Regions from separate parts of the Mus musculus genome. Here all the other regions are linked to region 3. Evidence: chromatin contacts called from public HiChIP or PLAC-seq data. All regions are on one chromosome and are shown on one strand. The core of a region is the stretch at or near the end of the contact, and the rest is flanking DNA. Distances in the headings are between cores, read along the strand shown. Region 1 has its middle 64 kb from the start of Ccl25. Region 2 holds the start of Prr36 (proline rich 36). Region 3 holds the start of Fcor (Foxo1 corepressor).

Region 1 (3,573 bases), core at 341-2,840, 740 kb before region 3:
GCTTTAGACATCCTTTGGGATTTATTTTTGTCATTTTCGATTTGTGTGGAAAGACTCATGCACACACAGATGCAAGTAGGCCAGAAAAAAGAGATAGAATCACAGGTTATCATGAGCTCCTTAAAGTGGGTGCTTAGAACCAAACTCAGAACTAGGGCAAAAGCAGCCGCTGCTCTTAACGCCAGAGCATCTCTCCAGCTCCTAGATACCACGTTAGGAAGGAAGGAAGGAAGGAAGGAAGGACGGACGGACGGACGGACAAGCTGACAACTTAAACTTTTTAAACGTATATTTGGGTGGTATGCTCACACTATAGCATCTGTGTGAAGGTCAGAAGACAACTTGAAGGAATCAGTTCTCCCTTCCACTATGTGAGTCTCAGGCAGGTCATCAGGCTATATGTAAGTGTATTTACCTGCCAAGAGATCTCACACAGCCTAAAATGATATTTTGGTTTCTTATCCCAATGTATACAAATATCATCATTTTCATTTCCAGTTGATTTGTGTATTCATATGTGTGTGCACCTGTGTGTGAATACTGGGGAAGGAGGGACCAGAAACATGCGTTAGGTGTCTTTCTCAATTGTTCATGCTATGTTTTTGGAAAGATCTCTCATTGACCTGGAGCTCCTTGAGTTTTCTAGGCTGGCTGGTTGGCAAGACCCAAGGATTTGCTCCTCTGTATTTCCCTATTGCTGCTCCACAATAGGAAGTCCATGCCTAGGACTTCAGAGCTGGTCAAAATCCCAGAACTTCAGAGGTCATAAGCCCTAGGAGGGGGCCTGCTGCTGCTCTTTTACAAAATGGGTGTGTTGTCAAATTGCCTTCTAAATGTTTCTGTGTATGCATATATATTAGTCCTGCTCTTAGCCTCTTTCTGCAGCAGGCACCAGGTAATGCAGAGACCCCTGACTGATCAAGGTTGAGAATAAATGACTTTTGAATGCTTAACCCTGAATGAGACATCTATATCAATCTCACTGAGACTCAGGGAACATTGCAGAAGTGGTATCAGAAACAATGGAAGAACTGGAGGATGTGGAGGGCCACTGTGAAATGCTGTCTTCTGGATGTGGTGTGGTCATTGCACTCATGAACTCACCACAGGTATTGTTATGTTTTATAAAAAAGAAAAGGAAGAAAAAACCAGGAATATGTACAGTAAGGTGGAAAGGGGTGTCTTTGTGGGCCCATACTGAGGCATCCCTTTCCCCTGAGGGACCAGTCACTTGAACTATAGTATGGAAAAGAGCTTATTTAGGGCATGGGGAGGGGAGGGGAGGGAGTAGAGACAGAGAAAGGCAGAGAGAAGTGGGAGAGAAAGAGGGAGAAAGAGGGGGAGGAAGAGAGGAGGGGAGAGAGAGAGAGAGAGAGAGAGAGAGAGAGAGAGAGAGAGAGAGAGGCCAGCCAGCCATGGGGGGGGGGAGTTATGGGAAGAGAAGGGACAGAGAGAGTAAGAGAGTGAGGAGGAGGAGGAGGCGGCAAACAGCCCCTTTTATAGTGAGTCAGGCATACTTAGCTGTTGCCAGGTAACTATGGGGCAGAGCCTAGAAGGAATGCAAACGCGTATGGTTACTTGCACAAGACCTGTACAGGCTCAAGCCAAGATCAGCCGACATTCCCACAGGCAGCTAATTATACTCAGTGGATTATTTCTAAAAGAAAGGAGAAAAAAAAAGGAGGTGGAGAGTGTGAGGAAGGGGCATGTTGGAGTGTGTCTGAGGACTTTAGACAGATGCATTATATGTGTGTGTGAAATTGCCAGAGAATAAATAAAAGATTGTTTAAAGGGGAAAGGAAGAGAGAGAGAAGGAGAGAGGGAGAGAGAGGCAAGAGCCAGTGAAATAGCTTAGCAGGTAAACCAGCTGCCAACGCAGAGAACCTGTGTTCAATCACCAGGAACAAACAACAAACATGGTAAACAACAGAACCAATCCCTACAAGTTGCCCTCTGACCTCCATATGAGTACATGATGATATGTGGGTGTGCATGCATGCGCACGTGCGCATGCAAGAGCGCGCACACACACACACAGTCACACACAAACACACACACACATATGAATAAATACATGTAAATTTAAGTTGGGGGGCAGTGAGGCACATAATCTAGGCCAAGACTTGGAGTGCCCTCTATTGACAGACTCTCTGAATTGCAGTACTTGACACCTTGCCACCTGTGTCTTCCAACTTTGATCTGATCCTCCTGACTTCAGAATATGACCACACTCCCAGCTTTCCTGGCCCATCTCTGTCTGTCCCATTCCATTCTCCTCCAGCCACTGTCACTCATTTCTCCCATCCGTATCAGACTTGCTCAGATTCATTCATTCACTCAGTCTGACTCAGTGCGTGCTACTGAGTACTGAGGTTGTCTGAGAGTCATTTTGTCATGCTGGGACTTCTGAGTTTTTCAGTTTGCATTTAATCGATTCTGTACTTGGGCCTTAGTTTTTTACAACTGACCTTGAGCTGTGCACTTTACATATAGGGACTTGCAACAATGAATGTGAAACACTTGGCACACATGGTAGATGTTGCATATATGTTTACCTAACTAGTAAACTCCAGATTTGGGGCAGGGTAGGACGCTGACAAGCAGATTCTCAGTGAGCACGAATGACCACAGGAAGAGAGGCTGAGCAGGCACATATGACATCACTTACGTAGGTGCAAGGTCTTCTGTCTTCCAGGAAAGCTAACTCACACCCAGCCTGTTGGTCCTTCCTAGTCTGCAGAAAACAACCCTGTGGTCACACCCAACATAAAGTCCTGAGCCGCTCCCCAGTGTTTTAACACAGCCTGGGAAATATCCATTCCAGAGCCCTTCTTCACGTTCTCACAGAGGGCTTGGAATGTGTAAAACCCAATAGAGGTGGGTAGAATGTTGAGGTAGCCTTGCTTGTCATCTGGGTGTGACGCATCAGTTGTGTTTCTTTTAAAATCTTTTTGTTTTGTTTTGTTTTTGTTTTTGTTTTTTTTTTGCTTTTTGAGACAAGTTTTCTGTGTGTAGCCCTAGCTGTCCTGAACTCACTCTGCAGTCCAGGCTAGCCTCAAAGTTAGAGATCTGCCTACCTCTTCCTCCTGAGTGCATGGGTTAAAGGAGTGTGCTACAACCTCCTGTTTGGTTGTACTCTTTAACCCTTAGCATCTAAGACTATCCACACAAGATTGGGCCCATTAACCTCCTACCATGTAAATCAGGGAGCGTTCACAAGTCTCTGCCCCTCCCTAAAAATCTATAAACAGACAGTTCATGGTTGCTAGGAAAGTAGAGATATTTCCTTCAGTAGGCTAGCCACTGGTAAGGAAGCTTTTGCTGTCCATTTCCCCATGACAATGGACTGTACCTTTCTGGAACAGTAGGCCAAAATGAATCCTTCCTCACTGAATCTGTTCTCTCAGGGTGTTTCTAAGTCTGCAACAAGAAAGGAGCATGGTTTTTGGCATGAGAAGTGCCTCCATAGGCTCATGTGTTTGAACCCTTTGTCCCCTGCGGTTGGCTCTGTTTGGGAGTTTATGCAATCTCTAGGACATAGAGTCTCATTGAGGATTAAGATCATGCAGGGAT
Region 2 (3,889 bases), core at 966-3,465, 540 kb before region 3:
GGCCTCAAACTTGTGATCCTCATGTCTCAGCCAACTGAGTTAGAAAATACCAAGACTATTTGCCGTGTGTGTGTGTGTGTGTGTGTGTGTGTGTGTGTGTGTGTGTGTGTGTGTGTCAGAGAACAACTTGTAGAAGTTGTTCTTCAAGCCGGACGTGGTGGCGCACGCCTTTAATCCCAGCACTCAGGAGGCAGAGCAGGCAGATTTCTGAGTTCCAGGCCAGCCTGGTCTACAAAAGTGAGTTCCAGGACAGCCAGGGCTACACAGAGAAACCCTGTCTTGAAAAACCAAAAAAAAAAAAAAAAAAAAGAAGAAGTTGTTCTTCTACCATATGGGCCCTCGGGGATCAAACTTAGGATCTTAGGCTTGGTTACAAGAGTCCTTATGTGCCGAGCCATCTCTCGAGCCCTTATCTACTTTTATTATCCCTTACTATTCTGCCATTTTGTTTTGTTTTGTTTTGTTTTGTTTTGTTTTGTTTTGTTTTGTTTTTTAAGACAGGACCTTACTATATAGTTCTGACTGTCCTGGAATTCACTGTGTAGATCAGGCTGGACTCAAACTCACAGAGATCTGCCTACCTCTGCCTCCTGAATGCTAAGATTAAAGGTGTGTAGCCACTACTCCGGCTGTTGTTCTTTGTTTTGTTTTGGTTTTTTGTTTGTTTTGCTTTTTGTTTTGTTTTGTTTTGTTTTTGAGACAGGCCCAGGCTGGTCTCCAATTATCTCTCAGCCAAAGATGATGTTGAAATTGATTTTCAATTGGTCTCCACCCACCAAGTGCTGGAATGATAGCTGCACACCACCATTCCAGGTTTATGTGTTGCTGAGGATAGAGACCAGGACTTTTTGTATGCCACAGAAATACTCTGCCAACTGAGCTACATGGCCAGCCCTGAAAATGCTCTTAATTCTAGGTCCAGCAGACCTCATTCCAGCTGCTTGCTAGCCCTCCTTCTGAAACTTTTGAAGATGTTCCTGGACTCATTTCTTTTATCTAGTTAGCACTGTGATGAGTCAATAAACCTTAAGTAGCCCAGGCGGACCCGGAACTCAGGAGCCTTCTGCCTGTATCTCTAGAGTATTGGCTGTACAGCCCAAAATGCCAACTCAATGAGCCCATATACTTCAGAGATCCCTTACAGACCAGGGTCTTGGTTTAACATCCTCTATGGGTAAGATGCCTTATAAGGCACACCTGCCCCACTGGATCCATGAGCTGGCAAACTAAACTAAAGTGACAGCTTTTAGTTGTTCAACTGGGTTGAGATACTCAGAGTGCTCTCAGTTTCTTCATACACATTTTAGAGAGTTCTCTTTCCCTCTGTAATCGTGTTTTTTGATACTCCACAAATTCAGCTCTGCCAGGAAGTTTCTGAGGACTTGACTGCCTGTGGGCCAGCAAAGTTGAGATGCTCTGCCCCACAGAAGGCAGAGCCACCATCGTGTTTCCTATTTCTCTCCCTTTCTTTCATCCCGCTATTCTTCCTCTCTCCTCTCAACTCTGGGATCTGCTGTGCATCCTCTAAGTCCAAGAGTTTGGGGCCTGGTGAGATAGCTCAGTGGGTAAAGACACTTACGGCCAAGTCTGATCACCTGGATTCTATCTCCAGGACCCACTGGTTGTAGGAGTGAACTGAGCCCTACAAGTTGTTCTTTGACTTTTACCAGTATGCAGTGACATGTGCACAAGGACACACACACACACACACACACACACACACACACACACACACACCAAATAAAATGTAATACAAAGTAACTCCCAGGGTTCTCATTCTCCCACCAACCGTATCAGGTAAGGGCTGTGAGAAAAGTCAAAGTTACAAAATAGGTGACCTGGCACAGGTGTCGCAGGACTATCTAGCCTCCATAGTCATCAAGTGCAGGAAAAGAGGACCAGGGCACACAAAATGGCTGGATTGGTTGGTGGGCCAGAGGCACAATGATCCCGCCCTACTGGTTGCCAAGGCCCAGCCTATCCCTTGTCTAGGAGAGTGTCTGTCTCCAAGTGCTAGAGAAGGGGGGTGTCGGAGCAGGTGCAAGAGCTTGAGTAGAGGACTGTGAGGGTCTTCAAGGATTCCCCCACTGAGCCTCTCGAGTTCTGTGGTTGCTAGACACGACCATTGAAATCGGCCTCTTCTGGGGTATTACAGGGAGGCAGCACCCGCACCTCCCTCGGAGGCGCGCCTCTTTTCTTAGCCCTCTCGGCACGCTCTCGGCTCTGGACCGAGAGCGAGTGCGCGCATCCTCTACTCTCCCCACCCGAAGCTGGGGGGCGGGGCCGTGGCCAAGCTCCCTAGGCTCTGTCGCTTGAAGCCCCCTCCCCTTGCCTTTTCGCTGCTCCCCGCTACTGCTCTCCGGCCCAGCCCCACCCCAAGCGACCCTGTGTGGAGCGGCTGGTGCCCAGAGGCGGAGGTGAACGCGTGCTGTGAGCAGGTGGATCGGGCGGATCGTTGGCATAGGGGACCAGACTGGGGGAGGGGTCAGCTCTTTGTCTCCCAGAGCCCGTTCGCGGGCAACAAGGCCACTCTTTTTCTCTGTGCAGGTGCCTGTGGAACCTGAGGAAGGACGCTGGCGAAGCCCCATCGGCGTGCACACTGAGGCCCCTGAATCTGGAAGCCGGAGGCATTTCCCTGTTTGCCGGATTGGTCATTTAGGTTTTCAAGAGGCGAGGGGGTAGGGGAGTGGATGTTGTTCTTGTAATAGGGCAGAGGCGGGGTCGGGGGTCGGAGGGTGGGGACTGAACAGGGCGTCTTAGCCTTGGGGATGGAGGTAGCCGTAGGACTTGAAAGCGGCCAGGTTGGTGAGCGGGTGTGGGTGCTTAGAAGAAAAACAAATCGAGGCTCTTTAGGCTGAGGTTTAGGCACCCATGGGTGGCGATGCTAGAAGGAAGCACAGGGAGGCTTCAGGATGGTTTGTAGTGATTGGTTCAGGACCTGGGATACCAAGCCTCCTGTCTTCCTCATTAGGTGCGGTATGGACAAGAGGGATAGCGTCAAATCAGGAACTGCCCCGCGAATGCCGTCTTCACGACCCCCTGGCCTTCTGACCCCTAGGCCTCCTTCTGGGTCCGCTCGACCTCCTCCCCCTGTGACCACTGCTGCCCTTCGAGTCTTGGAAGCAAACGGAGCTATGGGGCGAAGGTCCCTGGTGGAGCGAGCCCCAGGCGTCTGCAAAGCCGCTCTTCCACAGACCAGCAAAGCCGCTCTTCCACAGACCAGCAAAGCCGCTCTTCCACAGACCAGCAAAGCAGCTCTTCCACAGACCAGCAAAGCAGCTCTTCCACAGACCACTATTCACGGGGCACCAGCGCGCAGTGCTGGGGCAGGTCCTCGTAGCCCAGGTACTCAGCTTTATTTGTGACCTCCATCTGCACTCTGCTTACCTTCTCTCTTCCTTCTTAGATACTCCTCTTTTTCAGAAGTACCACTGATTTTTGTCTTCTCCCTGAAGCCAACAGGCCCCCAGCTTCTGGGAAAGGAGAGAGGGCCCCTATGAAGACCCCTGGCCAGGGCTCTATTTCTAGCCCCGGGCGTGCCAGCAGTGGGATTGCCAGGTAATAAGTTAATTCCCCCAACTCCCTAATTCCCCAAGCAAGGGTTAGCAATTTGGAACCTTTTGATCTTAGACATGAATGGGCTGGAAAGGTAGCTTGGTGTGCTAAAGTGCTTGCTGCACAAATATGAGGTCCTGAGTTTGAAACTTCAGCACCTATGTAAAAGCTGATCTTGATGTATCACTGTAACCTCAGCTCTGGGTGGGAAGAAAAGAGGTGTGTTTCTGGTGCTCAGCAGAGGAAGTGTCAAACATCAGTTTCTGTGAGAGATCCTGTCCCCCAAAAAATAGCCAAGTGTAGTAGCACTTGCTGTTAATCCCAGCTCTTAGAA
Region 3 (3,386 bases), core at 41-2,540:
GAGGGAGGGAGAGAGAGAGGGAGAGAGAGAGAGAGAGAGAGAGAGAGAGAGAGAGAGAGAGAGAGAGAGCTGTTACAGTGACTCAGGCCTGTAGGTAGTCTCAGCATTTAGGAAGCTAAAGCAGAATGGGTTTTGAGTTCAAAGCCAGCCAAGGTTATAGAGTAAGACCCTGTCTCAAAAGAACCAATGACAGAAAAAAAAGTGACAGAGAAAAGAAGACACTGGAACGCCATGGATAAGATTGCTTGACTCCCAAAAAGGAGGTCCAGCAACAGGCCCAAAGTGGGATCCAGCTCAAGGGAAGGTCCCAAGGTCTGACACTATTACTGAGGCTATGGAGCACTCACCAAAAGGGATCTATCATGACTGCCCTCCAAGAGACACTTGTACTCTCTGACTCTTCTCACTGGCCCTCAGTCAACAGACATTTCCCAAGCACCTCAAAGTCACGTTGGATCCAAAGCCTGGATCCAAAGCCTGGGGAGATAGGAGGAAGGAAGACATCTGCCTGGGGCTTTTATATTCTAGTGTTCGCCGGAGTGGAAGTGCCCTGGGTCCCTCTGATTGTAACTAGGTGGATATAACTCATAGGTGAAAACATAAACGTATGAGCTATGAATCCCCAACCCGGCCAACAGCCATGCCATCTGTAACAACGGGTCTGGTTTAAGGTCAGCTTAGGCTACAGAGAAGAAAAAGTCAGAAATGTAGACACTGACTCAAATGGAATTTTCGGGGCAATTTATTCGAGTTTAAAATGGAAAGTCCAGGGCAGGCAACCTGTAGTCTCAGGGCAAGCAAGCCAAGGAGAATGAAGAAGATCCGCTGTCATGGAGGTCAGCCACACTTGATGGGACTGGAGCTCTAGAAAAAGGACTAAGGAAAACCCAAGCCAGACTGTTAGGAAGTTTAAAAGCATACTCAGGCCAGCATCCAAAGGGGAAAGGAAAAGCGAAGGGGGATGGATAGAGTAGCCTACACCGTATTAGCCCAACCTATACTAGGGGAAAGAAGAGGAATTATGGAAGAGAAAAGTATATCACCTGCCTTCTCCGGTGGTCCTTTGCCAGGACCCTGACCTGCCTCGCTACATTAACCCTTTAGGAAGGAGACAGAGGCCATCTCTCCTAGAGGAGACTATGAAGCCACAGCAGACCAAAGAGCGAGATGGTAGCAGAAGGTTCCTGGAAAGGACGGTGAACTGGAGCCTAGGACGCCTCTCTGGGTGAAGCAAGAACACTCTTGTGAAATGGAATTGGAGCCGAGCCCTTCCCCGCTGTGCACGCACCAGACCCCGGGTTTGCAAGGATGGATGGGAATGGGCGGTCCTACACGCCGCCATCAGGAAGAGGGCTCTGCGGAATGCTTAGGAGGCCCTTCCACCAGAGCTGCTCCAGGGCCGGGACTTCGAGACTTCCACTTCACCACCGCAGGACCATCCAAAGCAGATAGACTGGGAGACGCAGCGCAGATACACAGAGAAAGGATGAGACCGGTGCAGGTAGGGCTGGGAACTGCACCGGATCTTAGCAAAATGCTCTGAAGGGGAGTCCTAAAAGGGGAGCTTTTCGTGCAGGTACGGGGGAGGAGCAGGGGTGTACGGAAAACTGCCACAAGGGGGAGCGCGTGTCTACCAGGATCGTGCCTGACACTAGCTGGCACTGGGCTATGATCTCTTGCTTTTCTAGGGCAGTTAGCCTCTGGTCTCAGGATAATGTGCATGCCCTAGGGCACATGTTCTTTTATGTATATCCAAGAATCTGAGGCTTGGTGAATTTCCTTTTAAAAAAAAAAAAAAAAGATTTATTGGGCTAGAGAGATGTCTCCGTTATTAAGAGCACTTAAATGGTGAATCCTGAGGTCCTGAGTTCAATGTCTAGCATACACATCAGGCAATTCATAAATGCCTGTAACTCCAGCTCCAGACGACCTCCCGAAAGCACCTGTATACATGTGGCATACACACAGACATGCACACAAATACATCTAAATAAACATAAATTTATTAAAATAAAGAAATGTGTGCGTGCATGCTAGGAGGTAACATCAGATCTTCTGAAGCTAGCTACAAACAGTTGTGAGCTGCCCAAAAGGGGAGCTGAGAACTGAACTCAGGGTCCTGGGAATTGCAGGAAGCACTCCTAACCTCTGAGCCATTTCTCCAGCCTTGCATGGTATATTTCCATGTCATTCATCGTGAGGAGTGATTTTTCTATTAATAAATAATACACACTGAAACTAGGGTAAAAAGATAACCCCCACTTTCTTTTTCTTTCTTTTTTAGTGTGGTGATGGTAGTGGTGAGAGAGTCTTTCTACAGAGCCCTGGCTCTATTGGAACTCTATATATCAGGCTGGACTTGAACTCACAAAGATCCACCTGCTGCTGCCTCCTAAATGCTGGGACTAAAGGCATGTGCTAGCATGCATAGCCTAATGTAACTCCCCCGCCTTCTACCTTCACTAGCAAGGACAATACAGAGTCATCTGAGTCTGATGTTGATGTCTTTCTATTACAGCTGACTATGGGGGAAAAGGAGAGACCTTGGGACAGGCAGACTTGCATCTAGTCTAGAGTTTCACGCTATGCCTCCCTAGGCCTGGGCTTATTATACGCATTTGTCTACCCCTACATGACTACAGGGTTTCCTTTATTTGTATTATATATGGTGGAAGGGGACACATAATGCTCAGACACTAGTAGGGTGTGCTCAGCTATACATACGCACTCTGGGTACTCACTTAGGGGCTCGTATATATCCATGCATTCAGAGACAGTAAGGGACGTATTACAGGGCTTAGGCTGCCAGCACACAGAGGCACACTTATACTCGTGTGCACCCTGGAGGGTAAGGGTCTGCTCCAGCAGCCACACCCCAGGGACAGGTTCAAGCCCATGCAGAAATCTACACTGAACATTTGTTCTTTTATTGCTATTTTTAATTAGCTTATTTTATGATATTTTCATACATACCTACTTTGGGTTGACTATCCCCTCAACTCTCTGCTTCTCCACTGTGGTGGTTTCAATGTGCTTGGCCAGGGAATGGCATTATTTGGAGGTGTGGCCTGGCTAGAGTGGGTGTGGCCTTGTTGGAGGAAGTGCATCACTGCGGATGTGGGCATTAAGACCGGCTTTCTAGCTGCCTGGAAGCCAGTGTTCTAGCAGCCTTCAGATGAAGAGGTAAGACTCTCAGCTCCTCTTGCACCATGCCTGCCTGGATGCTGCCATGCTCCTGCCTTGGTGATAATGGACTGAACCTCTGAACCTGTAAGCCAGCCCCAATTAAATGTTGTCCTTATGAGAGTTGCCTTGGTCACGGTGTCTGTTCACAGCAGTAAAACCCTGACTAAGTCACCCATTTTCCTGGCCCCAATCCCACTTAG

What was found. HiChIP or PLAC-seq counts read pairs in DNA pulled down with a chosen protein or histone mark.
Region 1: a contact with region 3 is called in an H3K4me3 HiChIP or PLAC-seq map of stem cell-derived neural progenitor cells, with 2.9 times the contacts expected there. The contact joins the enhancer-like site here to the promoter of Fcor in region 3. A contact is called at or near these places in 4 of 39 promoter capture datasets (embryonic stem cells, hippocampal neurons and pre-B cells), 6 of 115 datasets of contacts at active chromatin or transcription factors (astrocytes, embryonic stem cells, large pre-B cells and 1 more) and 1 of 9 other capture datasets (embryonic stem cells).
Region 2: an H3K27ac HiChIP or PLAC-seq map of embryonic stem cells shows a contact between it and region 3, with 2.8 times the contacts expected there. The contact joins the promoter of Prr36 here to the promoter of Fcor in region 3. A contact is called at or near these places in 12 of 39 promoter capture datasets (the C10 cell line, cranial neural crest, embryonic stem cells and 5 more), 1 of 15 datasets of contacts at CTCF or cohesin (stem cell-derived epiblast-like cells), 2 of 484 Hi-C or Micro-C datasets (embryonic stem cells and muscle stem cells), 8 of 115 datasets of contacts at active chromatin or transcription factors (astrocytes, embryonic stem cells, fetal liver and 2 more) and 4 of 9 other capture datasets (adipose tissue, embryonic stem cells, liver and 1 more).

The regions. Positions count from the first base shown.
Region 1 is chr8:4,411,953-4,415,525 of GRCm38.p6, reverse strand. No RefSeq gene overlaps it. Among named protein-coding and RNA genes, the nearest start is that of Ccl25, 64 kb to the right of the region's middle. Within about 2 kb of position 1,590, at least 34 of the 459 cell types and tissues checked have an H3K27ac peak or open chromatin away from gene starts, as enhancers often do. A contact at or near this core is called in astrocytes and stem cell-derived neural progenitor cells, where this site is marked.
Region 2 is chr8:4,215,638-4,219,526 of GRCm38.p6, reverse strand. Prr36 (proline rich 36) reads left to right here and starts at 2,215. Exons shown (of 7, transcript NM_207203.2): 1 at 2,215-2,438; 2 at 2,548-2,659; 3 at 2,972-3,345; 4 at 3,456-3,558. The coding sequence starts at 2,979.
Region 3 is chr8:3,670,295-3,673,680 of GRCm38.p6, reverse strand. It overlaps Fcor (Foxo1 corepressor), which reads left to right and starts at 1,290. Exons shown (of 2, transcript NM_001357661.1): 1 at 1,290-1,501; 2 at 2,285-2,496. The coding sequence starts at 1,313. The coding sequence ends at 2,422.